2 separate regions of the Mus musculus genome follow, and region 2 is linked to region 1. The links are chromatin contacts, called in public Hi-C maps. All regions are on one chromosome and are shown on one strand. The core of a region is the stretch at or near the end of the contact, and the rest is flanking DNA. Distances in the headings are between cores, read along the strand shown. Region 1 holds the start of Maged1 (melanoma antigen, family D, 1). Region 2 holds the start of Spin4 (spindlin family, member 4).

The links. A called contact is a pair of places that touch in the nucleus more often than the background predicts.
Region 2: a contact with region 1 is called in a Hi-C map of uterus, with 7 times the contacts expected there. The contact joins the promoter of Spin4 here to the promoter of Maged1 in region 1. A contact is called at or near these places in 6 of 39 promoter capture datasets (the 3T3-L1 cell line, cranial neural crest, frontonasal cranial neural crest and 2 more) and 1 of 484 Hi-C or Micro-C datasets (uterus).

Annotation. Positions count from the first base shown.
Region 1 is chrX:94,536,785-94,544,750 of GRCm38.p6, reverse strand. Maged1 (melanoma antigen, family D, 1) reads left to right here and starts at 2,726. Exons shown (of 13, transcript NM_019791.3): 1 at 2,726-2,859; 2 at 3,427-3,500; 3 at 4,204-4,896; 4 at 5,470-6,144; 5 at 6,243-6,306; 6 at 6,488-6,567; 7 at 6,686-6,777; 8 at 6,996-7,075; 9 at 7,167-7,209; 10 at 7,395-7,457; 11 at 7,763-7,877. The coding sequence starts at 3,456.
Region 2 is chrX:95,022,019-95,029,984 of GRCm38.p6, reverse strand. It overlaps Spin4 (spindlin family, member 4), which reads left to right and starts at 3,303. Exons shown (of 1, transcript NM_178753.4): 1 at 3,303-7,478. The coding sequence starts at 3,791. The coding sequence ends at 4,540.

The DNA of each region.
Region 1 (7,966 bases), core at 1,477-3,976:
CTTTTGTCTTTTCTGCTCACTCAGTCCTTTGCCTTTTCCCCCAAAATGAACTCAGCTAACACCAGGATCCCTGTTACAACATGAACAGACACAAAAAAGAACGTTAAACATTTAAAAGAATGACGCAGAGAAAGATTTTTCTGATAAGATAAAAACATGCAAAAATGCGTATGCTCCTGGTTCTTGTCCAATGATAAAAACACGACTCTTTGATCAAGCAGGGATTTAAACATCATGCTAACAATGCACATCTGAGAGACCTGAAAGAAGAATGTGGAGTATTAGGCAAAAGAGTGCCATTTAAAATATTTCCACGTGCATTATTATCTTATTGACGTAAGAAGCTCTGTGCCTGAGCTTAAAAATGCTATATGAAAGGTAGCAGAAAAGCCTTAGCCACTGGCTCAGGGTGGTGAGGATTCAAAACTGATTACTTAACTTTGATAGCATTTAGATATTTCAATCCCCAATGATGAATATAAACTGTTGCCATAATGAATTATGTCTCTGTATATGACAAAAAAATAATACGTGAATTTATCGGGCAAAAAAAAAAATTTCCTCTCAGGCTTCTAGCTTTAGCAATGGGGTAGATTGTGTGATTCATTCATTTATCAAACAATCTTTATTGAGAATATAAAACGTATTAGGTAGGCATTGTTCTTCGTGCTGAAGGTACAACAACGAGTAAATTGGGCAAACTTCCATATCCATATCCCTAAAGAAACTCCCAATCTCATGTGACAAAAAGAACAAAACTAAAGGAAACAGTGGTGAGGATATACATACATATATATTCATATATATATGAATATATACATACATATATATTCATATATATATGAATAAATTTTGAAATAATAATTTTGAGAATATCAAGAGATATCCACCTGGAGAAGGGAGGGGACAGCAGGGTGCAAGTCCATAAGGTACAGGCTGGATCATGACTGAAGATACAGACGTGGAAGCAGAGAAAATATAAAATGGCACCTCAGACCTCCTTTCCTGAGTCTGATCACGTCCCACTGCAGACACTTTACAGAGGAAGTGCTGAGGAAAAACAGGCAGCTGACAGGGGAGGTTGCTATGCAACAGATGAGGGAAGTCATCCAGCCTGGCAGAATTGATGTTGGCCCTTGGGGACAAAATGCTGCAGTCCTTCCTAGCATTAGCCTTCTTTCCTATGCAGGCTCCTCACAGGAGCTGACGCCACAATAAATGGGAAACGCGCTAAGGTCTGCCCGGGACTTGGGAAACGGATGGGTTTGGATTGAGTCATTTCGCATCTGTATGCCATCTTTCTGCGTTTGTTTCCCCAGCTGTCCTGGAAGCACAGCTGGCTGTGTGTCCTTGGGCACGACCCTCTTTGCGGGATTCCTGTTTTGGATAGTAGTGAGTAAACCAGGCTCAGAGAAGTCCACTAAAGTGTAGTGACTATATCTCAGGGGACTCACACAGCGAGGGACAGATAGGGCAGACACTCCTCCCGGAATTCTAAAGCCAAGGCCAGCTTCATTCTGCAAGAACAAGGCAGACACACCTGAATGCTCTGGCCGCTCCAGCAGTCACCAAGAAAGCCTGCGGTCTCGCTCCTGGAGACTGCCTACTAAGAGGAGCACAGAACGAACCTAAAGGGTCCCCACACATGCCAGGCCTCCTAGAACACAAGCCTTATTCCCATGGAACAAATATTGGGGAGAGGACAGCTTGTTATTCCAATAGAGGTTGAAGGAGTGCCCCTGTTCTCAGACTAGATTTTACACTCAGGAAAATCCAGGCCCCTCATGGATGGTTTTGTTTGTCTTTTAGATCAAGTCTCAGAGTTGCACAGCTGGCCTGGAACTCAGGGCTTTCCCTGAGTCCCCAGAGTGCTGGGATTACCAGCCTGCGCAGCGGTGCTGGGGCAGGTTCTGGCCTTTCTGTGTGGTACCAGCTCAATGCCCCGGGCTTCTGCATTAGCTACCTGGTGTGTTAAATGAGAATGTTGCACTCCATCCATCTCCCTAAAACAGCCTGCAAGAAAAACAAGCCCCAGGGCAGACCCCACAGCCCAACGCCTTTCCCTCACCTCTCTAACCCAGCCCTCAAAAAGGGTTTCGATGGGCAAAAACTGCCAAAAGGGCGAGAGAAAAAGCTCATTTTCTGAGTCCAGTGAGAGGAAACCTATAGATCCCCCCCCCCCCCGGGCGACCCTTGCTCCGGTATCTCTGCAATGGTTTTTTTTTTTTTTCTGGCCTTTAAGGTTTCTGCGTCGTAGAGTGGGTGAACTCAGCAGAGGCCTAGCATGTTTCGAAATAAGAGACCCCCGCGGGGGGCCTACCTACGGGGCTCTGCACACGGGGGTGGGCGGGAGCTGCGGACCTGGCTAGAGAGAGTTCGGGAAAAAGGGCGGGACTGAGCATAGACGCATTGCGGAGAAAGGTAGGGGGCTGGTGTGTCGGGCCAGGGGGTGGGACCGAAAGGCGCTGCGCATCTGTTGAAGGAGTGGATGCGTAAGGAGAAGGGGAGGAGGAACCTTTGTCCACTGTCAACCTGGTTGGCGGTGGGATAGTGTGCTGGCAAGGAGGCGGGCTCTCCTCCAAGTGCACATGCGCAACAATGGCTCTGGGATGAAGCTTTTGTTGGGAAAGCAAGCGGGACTCTTATTTGGACAGTGATCTGCTGCGCATGCGCGGCGCGTCCAGAGGCGGTGGGTGGTATATTAGGCGGAGAGGCGGGGTCGCCCGAGCTGCCGCGCTGGCATTTTCTCCTGGACGCGGAGAGAGTGCGGGTGCCGAGAGCCGGACAGAGCCATTCCCGATCCTCTTGAGTCGCGAAGAAGGAAACAGCGAAGGGATTGGGGTTCGGCCCTGAGGCAAGGTGAGGTTCGCCCCCAGACGGGGCATCTGCCCCCCTGGCGCGGCGTCCTTCCGCCATTCTTTTCTCCCAGTCCCTTCACCCTGGATTCGGAAGCCCCCTGCTCTGCCTGCTCCCGGATTCAGACCCTGCTCCCGACCCTTTTCTAATTTGAAACTCCGTCCGTCCCCCTGAATCTTTTCTCCAGTTCCCTCCCCGAATCCTATTTCCCGACCTTGATCCCGTTAGATGGTTCCTCTGAATTCAGAACCTTAATTCAACTTTTCGGACGCCCGTGTCTCCCCGCTCGCCGCCCTCCCTCCCCGCCCCCGTAAACTACCGCATCCACAGCTCCTCTCTGACTCCAAAACGGCAGCGCTGAAGCTTTTCCCTGGCCGCGTCTGAGATTGGAGATGGTCTAGCGGGACGACCGGTTACTTTTCCCGCTCCGCTTAGGCCTGGTTCTCCCCCCGGACTCGGCACCTCACCCGCCCCCAGAATCAAAGCACACACGCACACAGAATTCGGTCCTATGTCTTTTCCTTCTGTAGTGTAATGCCCAGCTCCTCTCTCCCACACCCCCCCCCTTAGGCTCTGCTCTTGCCAGGGAGACGAGAGCTATGGCTCAGAAACCGGACGGCGGTGCAGGCCTCCGCGGCTTCCAGGTGAGGACCCCGCTCCCAATTCCCCCATTTTTCCCCTGCTGACAGTTTACGCCCACCCCCGGCCCCTTAGGTCGCGCGAATGGCAGGATCTGATTTTGCCCTTCTTCCGGCCTAGACACCGCGGGCTCTCAGATTTCTAGCGTTTATCGAATGGGGGGGAGGGGCGGCCCTTTTCAGCCATCGGTCCCTGCTTAGAGAAAGGGGAGACCCTGTTAGTCAGGGCATTCTGCCCAGAGAATGCGGGTTGGGTAAGGAACCATTTTTTTTCCATAACCCTGACGCGTGTAGAGCAGTCTGTCGCCCCATCCCCCAACCTCTCGCCTCCACCCTCCCTTTCTCCACGCCGCGAGACTCCCCCTCCACCCTCTCGGCTTATCCTCCTTGATTCCTCCCTCCTCGGGTCTTGAGCTCCCCACCTCAAGCCTAACCAGTCCGTCTCTAAACCCATTTGGGGCTCAGAGCTTGCACCACATTCCGCACCAGCCCCTGCTGCCACAGACTGTCCCTCACCTTGCCCTGCCCCCTCTACCCTTAATTAAATTTTGTTCGCGCCCCGCCTCCCTTTGACCCGCCTCTGCCCCCACGTCTGAGTACTGTGACGCCTGTCTACAGCTCCCCTGCTGCGTTGCGCCGCGCCCCCCCCCTCCTCTGGTCTGCCATGTAAGGCTCAGAGATTGAAATGTTGCCCCTCCTGTGTTTGCAGGCTGAGGCCTCTGTTGAAGACAGCGCCTTGCTTGTGCAGACCTTGATGGAAGCCATCCAGATCTCCGAGGCTCCGCCCACCAGCCAGGCCACAGCAGCTGCCAGTGGGCCAAATGCTAGTCCCCAGAGTTCACAGCCCCCAACTGCCAATGAGAAGGCTGATACTGAGGTTTCAGCAGCTGCTGCCAGGCCTAAGACAGGCTTTAAGGCCCAGAATGCCACCACAAAGGGGCCAAATGATTACTCTCAGGCACGTAATGCCAAGGAGATGCCCAAGAATCAGTCTAAGGCGGCCTTTAAGTCACAGAATGGCACCCCTAAAGGTCCACATGCTGCCTCTGACTTTTCCCAGGCAGCACCCACAGGCAAATCAGCTAAAAAGTCTGAAATGGCCTTTAAGGGTCAGAATAGCACTAAGGCTGGCCCCGGTACCACCTACAATTTCCCTCAGTCTCCCAGTGCCAATGAGATGACCAACAACCAGCCTAAGACAGCTAAGGCTTGGAATGACACTACTAAGGTCCCTGGAGCTGATGCCCAGACCCAGAATGTAAATCAGGCCAAAATGGCTGACGTAGGGACCAGCGCAGGTATCTCTGAAGCTGATGGTGCAGCAGCCCAGACATCAGCAGATGGCTCCCAGACTCAGAACGTGGAGTCCCGGACTATAATTCGGGGCAAGAGGACCCGCAAGGTGAGATCCCAGCTAGCTTCCCTTTGCTTTGGGCTCTCTCCTTTCTTCCAATTTCCTTGGCTCCAAACACAATAAAGGGCATGGATTTATCTGTATTTTGGCACAGTTGTAGGGGGTGCTAAGGTAACTATTATTCCTGAGCCCAGGTTGTCCACAGGCTGATGATGAGTTGATACAAGGACACAGGCAATATGTGTGTAGGCCATCTTACATTTTGACATTAAACACCATGTCTTAAGCTAGGCAGGCTCACACAGAATCAATTAGATCTTGAAGATGTACCTCACTCTCTAGAGAGAACAGAGTCAGGAAGAAACGAGTTCAGGGTGAAACCAAGCACTGTCCGTAGTCACACAGGAAAAGGAGAAATCTAGGTCCCACTTTCTGTTTGTTTGTTTGTTTTTTCCTTTGTCTGGTTTGGAGATGAAACGCCTGTCTGAAAGACAAAGAGAATCAAAGTGACCAGTGGCTAGTGAGGTGTAGGTGAAGATTCCTAGGTACTTCCTAAGATAGCAACTGGGAGGACCCAGGATTAATAGTGACCCTGAAATTTTCTTCTCTCTAATTATACAGGTTAATAACTTGAATGTGGAAGAGAACAACAGTGGGGATCAAAGGCGTGCCTCACTGGCCTCAGGGAACTGGAGGTCTGCTCCGGTTCCAGTGACCACTCAGCAGAACCCACCTGGAGCACCCCCTAATGTGGTGTGGCAGACACCACTGGCTTGGCAGAACCCATCAGGCTGGCAAAACCAGACAGCCAGGCAGACCCCACCAGCAGCACGTCAGAGTCCCCCAGCTAGGCAGACACCATCAGCTTGGCAGAACCCAGTTGCATGGCAGAATCCAGTGATCTGGCCTAACCCAGTGATCTGGCAGAATCCAGTGATCTGGCCAAACCCCATTGTCTGGCCTGGCCCAATTGTCTGGCCAAACCCAATGGCCTGGCAGAGTACACCTGGATGGCAGAGCCCACCCAGCTGGCAGGCTCCACCTAGTTGGCAGAGCCCTCAAGATTGGCAGGGCCCTCCAGATTGGCAGGTACCACCTGACTGGTCAATGCCTCCTGACTGGTCCTTTCCCTCCGACTGGCCTTTTCCACCTGACTGGATCCCCGCCGACTGGCCAATTCCACCTGACTGGCAGAACTTACGACCCTCACCTAATCTGAGATCCTCCTCCAACTCTCGTGCCTCACAGAACCAGGGTCCTCCACAGCCCCGAGATGTGGCCCTTCTTCAGGAAAGAGTAAGTGCTGTGCCTCTCCACTTAGTTTACTGCAGTCCTTCCATTTATAACCGGCGGCCACGTTTTCTACAAACATCATTTTAATTACTTCTCCCCAGGCAAATAAGTTGGTCAAGTACCTGATGCTTAAAGACTACACGAAGGTGCCCATCAAGCGCTCAGGTAGGTCGTTCTGTCCTTGATGTCCTTGATAGGGGCATCTTTTGCTTATTCTGTCCCCTCCCTCCCATAGCTGCTGATTGTACTTGAGAAGAACCTGACTGGGCTACCCTCAGCAGGGCTGGCACAGGGGCTGGCACTGGACGGTCCAGCTCACTCCAGGTGCTTCCCTTCTCTCCTACAGAAATGCTGAGGGATATCATCCGAGAATACACTGATGTCTATCCAGAAATCATTGAGCGCGCATGCTTTGTCCTGGAGAAGGTAAAGAGTCAGACCTGAGAAACAAGAATGATGGCAAGGACAGGGCTTACAGGGCTGTGACTGCCTGCCTATTGGTAGGTTATCCTAACTGCCGTCATTGATCGGTTTTCTTCTGTAGAAATTTGGAATCCAGCTGAAGGAAATCGACAAAGAAGAGCATCTGTATATTCTCATCAGTACCCCTGAGTCCCTGGCTGGCATACTGGGAACGTAAGATGGGAAAGGAGATGGAGTATGGTCTTTCTAAGTGATGCTTTTTTCCCCTAAGAGTCTCAGTATTCAGTCACATAGGAGGTCATGGGCAGAGTGGGGGCATAATGATCTCTGCTGAGGAATACTGGAGAAGCTAAATTGGTAAGCTTGTGGGGTTTTTCATGCAGATGGCTGCTGGGTATGTATATATCTATATTCTTTTTATACTCCTCTAGGACCAAAGACACACCGAAGCTTGGCCTCCTCTTAGTGATTCTGGGCATTATCTTCATGAATGGCAACCGTGCCACCGAGGGTAAGTGACTGACCTTGGAGCTGGGGCTTGGCTACAGTCTGATTTCCATGCTCACTTTCCATGCCTTGTCTCCTCTTGCCTCCTATCACAGCCGTCCTCTGGGAAGCACTGCGCAAGATGGGACTACGTCCTGGGTATGATTGGGCTCTTTCATCTCAAGTATCATTTAGCAGCAGGGATGCTACCAGAATTGCATTAACCTGGTGGTCTTGGGGGAGTCTAAATTATGGTGTAGAGAGATAGGAAAACAATCTTTAACTCTCTCCTTTACTTCTCTTCAGGCAAATTCTCTGATTGTCGTTTTCCTTTTTACCATCAGGGTGAGACATCCCCTCCTTGGTGACCTGAGAAAACTTCTTACTTACGAGTTTGTAAAGCAGAAGTAAGTGGTTCTTGTAATTCTGACTGCTTGATCTGTGTCAGAAAAGGTTCTCTAAACGTGACTTGCAGCGCACCTGTGTCGGTTCCCAGAATTACTCAGAAGTGTTTACTGAAGATACTCTCGGAGGTAGACTGTTTCTACAGCATGGTTCTAAGAAAGGCCTGTCCACTCTTCCCATAGTACACAGTCTCAGATTGTAAAATCCTGAGGCAACAACTTTAGCATAGTATGGGTTTTTTGTTGTGTTTGTTTGTTTGTTTGTTTGTTTTGCAGACTGCCCATAAACACACTCTTATTTTTCTCAGATACCTGGACTATAGACGAGTGCCCAACAGCAACCCTCCTGAGTATGAGTTCCTCTGGGGCCTCCGCTCCTACCATGAGACTAGCAAGATGAAAGTGCTGAGATTCATTGCAGAGGTAATGGAGGAATCGAGGATAGATTAACCTGTGTAAAAAGGCTGGGGGTAATGGTGTGTTTTTGCAGTCCAGTGCTGGGGAGGTGGAAA
Region 2 (7,966 bases), core at 2,054-4,553, 480 kb before region 1:
GGCTCCACTCCCTGTTAGCAGCTTTCCTCAGCATATAGCCCACGGCTCTGACATCTGGAATATCTTGGGGTCTCCAAGGCAACTTCAATGTTACAGCTTCTTGTTTCAATGTCTGGCATCTACACATGATCTTCTGGGCTCTTCCAAAGGGCTGACATCACTTCTCTGGTTCTGCCCTCTTTAGCATTCTAAGCTCAGGTTGATCCACTCCACTGATGCTTCTGTTCTTGGTGATCATCCCACGGTACTGGCATCTCCAATATGCTGGGGTCTTCCGCTGCATCTAGGTTTCACCAATAGCCTCTCATAGGCTCTCTCTTCGTGCCAAGCCTCAACTCCTTTACATGGAGCCTTCAGTCCTGAGCTGTTAACTACAACTGAGGCTGCACCTTCGCCAATATCCTTTCATGGCCTATCACTGTGCCAAGACTCAGCTGCTCTTCATGACCTTCATACCACCTGGGTGACTATTAAACATTACCAAGTACAGCTGCAGCAGGAGGTACAACCTTGACTATCTCTGGAACACAGCTTCTTTGTGCTCTCAGAAAACACTTCCCAGTACCAACTTCTGTCTTAGTTAGGGTTTTACTGCTGTGAAGACACCATGACCAAGGCAACTCTTATAAAGAACTTACTTATAAAGAGCTTACAGCTTCAGAGGTTCAGTCCATTATCATCAAGGTGAGAACATAGCAGACATGGTACAGGCAGAGTTGAGAGTTCTACATCTTCATCTGAGGGTCTTAAAGCCCATGCCCACAGTGACACACCTACTCCAACAAGGCCACACCCACTCCAACAGGGCCACACATTCTAATAGTGCTACTCCCTGGACCTAGTGTATACAAACCATCACAGCACCCATACATGATAATTAACACAAAGACCCACAACTGGACAATGTGCAGAAAATGAGAGATTTTAGTGTACTCTGTCCTAAGTGGCATGCCTTTATCAAACACTCTCCTCAAGGCTCAGGGGTCTATGAGGAAGATGTGGAAGAAAGACTGTAGCAACCAGAGATGGTAGATGATTTCAAAGAGATTGTGTCTTTAAGGTACAACAGGACTGATAGATGTATAGACTCACAGAACTATGATAGCACAAACAAGACCTGCTCAGGTTCAGACCTTGCAAAGTCTCAGCATTTAGAAGGAGAGATGGACATTAAATCCCATCCCTAACCAAGGAGTTACTTGCAATTGGTATCTGCTGAGAAATGGAAAATCAGTTTTCTCCAATAGAGTGTCACTGGGTATATAAATCATACTTCAAGACAGGCCAACATAAAAGAGACTCCATGTTTTTGTGTATGCTTTTTTTGTCTTATTGTTTTTGTTTGTTTGTTTTGATTTGTTTTTTTTTAGAGAGAGCATAATGTTGGGTTGGGGAAATATGATCCAATTATTCTATATTTAAAAAAAATGAATGGAACCACAACTTCAACTTTTGGATTTCAGGGAGGAAAACAAAAATAAAGACGAGTTCAATTAATCAATTCATATATGAAAAGGAGAGTTGTATTAGTTACTTTTTCTGCCTTAGACTATTTAGGATAAATGAGGAGCCATTGAAGGAATATTAAGAACAAACAGTGTGGGTTAACTGAAGTTCTCTGGGGGAAAAGCCACACATACGTTGAACTTTGTACATGGTTGATTAACTGACTCAGTTATGAGTATAATGGAGGAGTTCAGCTGTCGCAGTTCCAGAGTCACATTATCTTAAACTATCTTCACCCTCACCCCACCCAAAATGGTCATGTATTGTTCAACTCTGTGAGTGACCTAACCATTCTTCCGGCTATTAGGTAAGTTCTTTTGGAATGTGTGCACAGATCCTCGGCTTTCACTGGCCCAAAGGCAGGGAATGCTGTCAGATAGTATCTGAAGCCTACTGCAGAAGTTTCTCCGGTTTGCTATAACACGCCTACCCAAGGCTTCCCCTGATGCCTTTTAAAAGTTTCCTGATTTATAGTTCTCTTTGTTTTGCTGCTATAAAAATTTCATGAGGCCAGTTGGGTAAGAGGCTTATCTTACAAAGGAACTTGTGGCATAAACCTGTGGACTTGGGTTCAATCCATTGAATTCAAGTAAATGTGGAAGGAAAGAAGTTACTACACAATGTTATCTTCTGATTTCCACTTTTCCACTTCTGCCCCCTTCCAACATAGACACTTCATGCACACACAGGTTAATAATAAACAGCAGCGACAACACCAACAAAATTCCATGAAACTGTTACCACATTGGAACATAGAACTTGGGGTAACCTAAAGTTGTGGACCTTGGTCTTGGTCACTTATATTTGATTCTAGAATAAACCATCTTTTATTTTGAGATGAGAGCTGTGTTCTTTATGTTCACATATGGAACCATTAAAAATTGTGTTTCCAGCCTGGCATGGTGGCGCATGGTTTTAATCCCAGTACTTGGGAGGCAGAGAAGGGGGGGGGGGCATATCTCTGAGTTCGAGGCCAGCCTGGTATGTAGAGTGAGTTCCAGGACAGTCAGGGCTACCCAGGGAAACCCTGTCTCAAAAAACTGAAAAACAAATCATGTTTCCAGCATATTTAATCATGACAGAAACTACTCGTGATATAAGTGACAAAGTAAGCAAAAAAGGTATAGAAATATAAAAGTTGCTCTCAAATGCATAAGGTTATAGAAAGATATATTAATAAGAAATCAGCTTAATAAACATTTTGATGTTTGCCTGGTTTGTATGGCTAAAGTTAGTTTTGTTTTGCTTTGCTTTTTATTTCACTCAGTTTTAGAAAAGCAAATACCAGCATATTTTCCTTCCACTTAGAAAAACATACTAAAAATCGTTAGGACGAATGATCAGGTAGAAAATATAAAGGAGAGTTTAAGTTAACATGGTGGACTGTGCACGACTTTTCCCCAATCCCGCTTCAAATTTCTTAAAAAAGAAAGAAATTGTAGATTTGTTTATACAATTTCTCCCACCCCACGTATTTTTTTTTCTTTCTTTTTCACTTTTCTTTTCTTTTTCTGCTTGTGAGGAATTCCTGGAAGATAGAAAGCAGATGGAGCCTCAGTGAAGTATGCAGTTGGGCAGCAGACAGCCTGCAGGGGAGGAGGGGTGTTGTACTGTCTGGTTCTGGTGGGAATGAACCGGCTGGGGGGCCACGGGAGTAAAGGAGAGAGCCTGTGTCAGTGTGGCTGCCCCAGGAGCGGAAGGCAGGACGGAAGCGGGAGGGGTGGAGGAAAGGAGAGGGCGGGCTCAGAGGAGGAGGATTCCCTAAGCAACAAAAATCCCGGTTTCGCAGATTGGCCAAGCTGACAAGCGCTGCCAAGACCAGGCCGCGCAAAGCGCAAACTGCTGGGAGACGTGCTACTGCCTGCACTTTCGTGGCCGCGAAACATCCCTGTTATCTCCGGTCCAGGTTAACAGTCCACTTCTTCTCTGTTGCCGTTCTGCGACCGCAGCAGCGTTGACAACAGCTAAGTGGCGGATTCTGGCTGGGACGTGGGCTTGGGAGTCCGGGAAGGCGCCAGGGGCGGACAGAACGAACCCGGGAGCCCGCCATCTCTCTGGAGCCATCACTATTGCAGTCACCCCTCCCTGAAGGAGGAAAAAAGCACTAGTGAGCGGCACTCTCTGTCTCAGTTCCCAGTCAGTTAGCTCTTTTCTGACAAAATCTGAAAAGAGGACTGATACAGTCTCTCGGATCGCGAAAAATATCTGCCGTTGGACACTGCTGACTGTTAGTCAGCTTGTTAAGCAAAGAGCAGCTTTACTTTGGCCACCGAAGCCTCGAGCCATGTCTCCTCCGACTGTGCCTCCTACTGGGGTGGATGGTGTGTCCGCGTACCTGATGAAGAAAAGGCACACTCACAAGAAGCAGCGCCGTAAGCCCACTTTCCTCACTCATAGGAACATCGTGGGCTGCCGCATTCAACACGGCTGGAAAGAAGGCAATGAGCCCGTGGAGCAATGGAAAGGTACTGTGCTCGAGCAGGTCTCCGTGAAGCCCACTCTGTATATCATCAAATATGATGGCAAAGACAGTGTGTACGGACTGGAACTGCACAGAGATAAGAGAGTTTTAGCGCTGGAGATTCTTCCTGAGAGAGTTCCTTCTCCTCGCATTGACTCTCGCCTGGCCGATTCCCTGGTTGGGAAGGCAGTGGGACATGTGTTCGAAGGTGAGCATGGCAAGAAAGATGAGTGGAAGGGTATGGTGTTGGCGCGAGCCCCCATCATGGATACTTGGTTTTACATCACCTACGAGAAAGATCCGGTCCTCTATATGTACACCCTGCTGGACGACTACAAAGATGGTGACCTGCGTATCATTCCAGATTCCAACTACTACTTCCCTGCAGCTGAACAGGAGCCTGGGGAGGTGCTCGACAGCCTTGTGGGCAAGCAGGTGGAACACGCCAAAGACGACGGGTCCAAGAGAACTGGGATCTTTATTCATCAGGTGGTAGCCAAGCCATCTGTCTACTTCATTAAGTTTGATGATGATATTCACATTTATGTCTATGGCTTGGTGAAAACCCCGTAAGTTTATAGACCTCTTTGCGAAACGTGTGGAACTATCAGAGGATAAATATTTTATGTTCTCAAAATTAAGTTTTTCTGAGGTCAATTTTGAGGTCAAAAGTTCTGGACAGTGGCTAAATCTTATTGTGCCTCCATATCTTATATTGACTGTTTTCCAGTTCTGACTCAAGTATATGTTGGTACTTTTGTTCTTTGTTTTATAATTGAAATTTTAAATTGGCTGCTAAGAAAAAAAGAGAAGTGTTTGGATTCACCGAAACAACTCAAAAGTAGATAAACTGTGCAACGTGGCTTCTGCTCCCTTCCCCCTCTTTCTAATTCTTCCCCTTAGTTTGAGAATTTGGCATTTTTCTTGGGATGTTTTCCCTGCTCTCAAGCAGAAACTTCAATGTAACTTTTGTAAAACTGACTTCCATATGATATGGTTTTTGATAAATGGCACAGTCAGTCTCTGTCCGTCACTCTCATACTTCCTCTCACCAGTGTTCACAGTCCATACAGATGTGCCAAAAAGTATCCATTCTGGTATTGGTGGGCATTTATTTCCTTTTTTACTCATAATGATGTTTTATTGTATTAAGGTGCTCTTATTTCTATAGAAGTGTTATGTAGGTGTATATTTAGTTTTAAGAACTATTGCAAGGTTGCCATCCACTGGTCTTTGATGTTTGCAACGCTGACAGGTAGAACGTTCCATGGGTTCCTGATTATTTGATGTTTACCTGACTCAATGAGACTTATTTTTTTCTACTTGGGATATTTCTCTTTTTTTGTTTTGCTAATTCCTATTCTTTGTTTCTTGTCTATATATACATATATATATTCAGTTGATATTTTCCATGTAAAGTTATAGGAATTTCTACAATGAAAGTACATTTAATCTTTTTTATTTCATGTGTTAATGAACTTTATATTGTTATTAATCTTTATTGTTCACTTTACAATTTTAAAAACTTAATTTTATAATTTTTAAATGTTTATGTCTTTTATAAATTTTTAGTTTCCTATCTTCTTCAGACAGGTGTCCCTAACCTAGGTCATACCAATATTCACTTGGTTTTTCTTTTATAATCTTTATTATATTTAAATTTTTATCTACCTGAAATTCATTTTTGCATATGCTAATACATAGGGACTCAACTCTAAATATTTTGCATTACATATTCTACTGTAGAAATTACTTTTTAAAAAATCACTCTTTTTCAAATTTCTGAGTGAAAGTTAATTTTAAACATAATACCAGACCATGAGTTTCAGAAACTGGAATAACAAATTCCCTTTCAATAGTTGTTTTTCTTTCTTATTATAATTTATCCTCAACATTCATCCTTTCAAGAGAAAAAAAAACAATGCATTTTATTGATATTTTGAAAGGGTCTGATACTTATCAGAATTGCATCAATTTTCTGTATTCTTATATACAAGAATAAAATTAATAGTGATATTCTTACCACACAAGAGATTTGGTAGATCATTGAAATATTTTTATCTTGTTTTCATAACATTTTTTCATATAGGTCATTCATATCAAATGGAATTTATTTTTGCAGTTATCAAATTTTGTAATAAGTTGAATATTTTTCCATCTTATAAGTAACTTTTTATTTTTATCAATAAAGCAAATCTACAGATTTTATATTTTTATCTTTTATCCAATGAGTTTATTTAATCCTATATGTTACATTGGATGTTAAATTAGAAACTTGGATTTTCTTGATATATACAATCATTTTGTATGTAAATACAGATAATTTTATTTCTTCTAATGCTTATACTTATTAGTATAACATTAGCTGGATTTTCCAGAGCAGTGTTATGTGATGATGATGGCAGACATGCCTTTTTCTATTTCTAATTTTTATGAGAATGACTTTATTGTTTCATGTGTGACTTTGTTGTTGATTGTTGGTAAGTAGTTATTCATGTTTAGAAATTCCTTCTGTTCTTGTTTTTATATAGTATTACTATTAGAAATGTCTCCTTGATTTTATCAATGTCTTTTCAATATCCATTATTAAACATATAGTTTTTTTAATTTGTTGATGCATGATTTATTAGAAAGCTAGGTACTTAGTATTACAACAAACCTTTATTTCTGGAATAAATCCTACTTGGTTATGGTAAAATAGCCATTTATTATTTTGTCGTATTTTATTTACCAATAATGCACTTATACTTGATTTGCATTCCAAAGTAAAATTACAGTTTTAGATTACTCTTTGTATTTTTAATTGAATTAACAGACAACAGGTTGTGTCTTTTTTTCATAAGCTGTCTCTATGAAGCTTTGTCATTAAAATTCTATTAGCTTAAAAAATGACTGAGTAAAATAGCACTAGAAGTTTTTTTTTTTTTAAGTTACCTGAGACTAAGCTATAAAACATTGAAATCCTGGGAATGAATTTTATTAGGTATCTTTAATGCATTCCCTGATATTTTCTCAGTGGCAATTGGCTTTTTCAGACTTTTTGTTACTACAGAATATATATTTTTCTGTCATTTACAGAATATATATTCTCTGTCAATTACACACGAAGTTGAAAGCTGCTTATATTATAAAATTTGCTGATTATTTTTATGTGCTGTATGTCATTATGTATTAGCCCAGTTCAGAAAATGTAATAAATTCATCAGCTATAATGGTAGTATAATTATCTTTGTATTCTTTTATTTACTAGAAAAATGAGGAAAAAATTAAAAAAAATGAAAGATGTGAAAACATTTGTTTACCTCCCCTCCAAATTAGCAGATATCTATACTTTGACATGTTTACTTTAAATGCAGATTTATATTGCAATTGGTCAGTATTAATGGCTAATAAATTCATTTGCAACTACCACACCACCTCTTCTGCAGAGGCGAACACTGTCATGAATTTGGTGCTCATGTTTTATATATTTACTAAAAATAAATTATGTACAAATAAAACTATAACCAATAATAGTAGTGACTTTTGTGTTTTCTAATAATGTTCACATGAATGGCCAACTTTATTTTTATTTTTATTTTTTATGTATTTTTATTGGTTATTTTATTTATTTACATTTCTAATGTAATCACCTTCCCGGTATCAGTTTCCCCTGCACAAACCCACTATCCCACCCTCCTCCCCCCACTTCTATGAGGGTCCTCCCACACACACCCACCCACTCTCACTTCACCACCCTCCTATTCCCCTACACAGGGGGCATCAAGCCTACACCAGGCCAAGGGCCTTCCCTCCCATTGATGCCAGATAAAGCCATCCTCTGCTGCATATGAGGCTGGAGCCATGAGTCCCTCCAAGTGTACTCTTTGGTTGGTGGTTTAGTCCCTGGGAGCTCTGCGGGGGTCTGGTTGGTTGATATTGTTGTTCTTCCTATGGGGTTTCAAACCCCTTCAGCTCCTTCAGTCCTTTTTCTAACTCCTCCATTGCAGACCCTGTGCT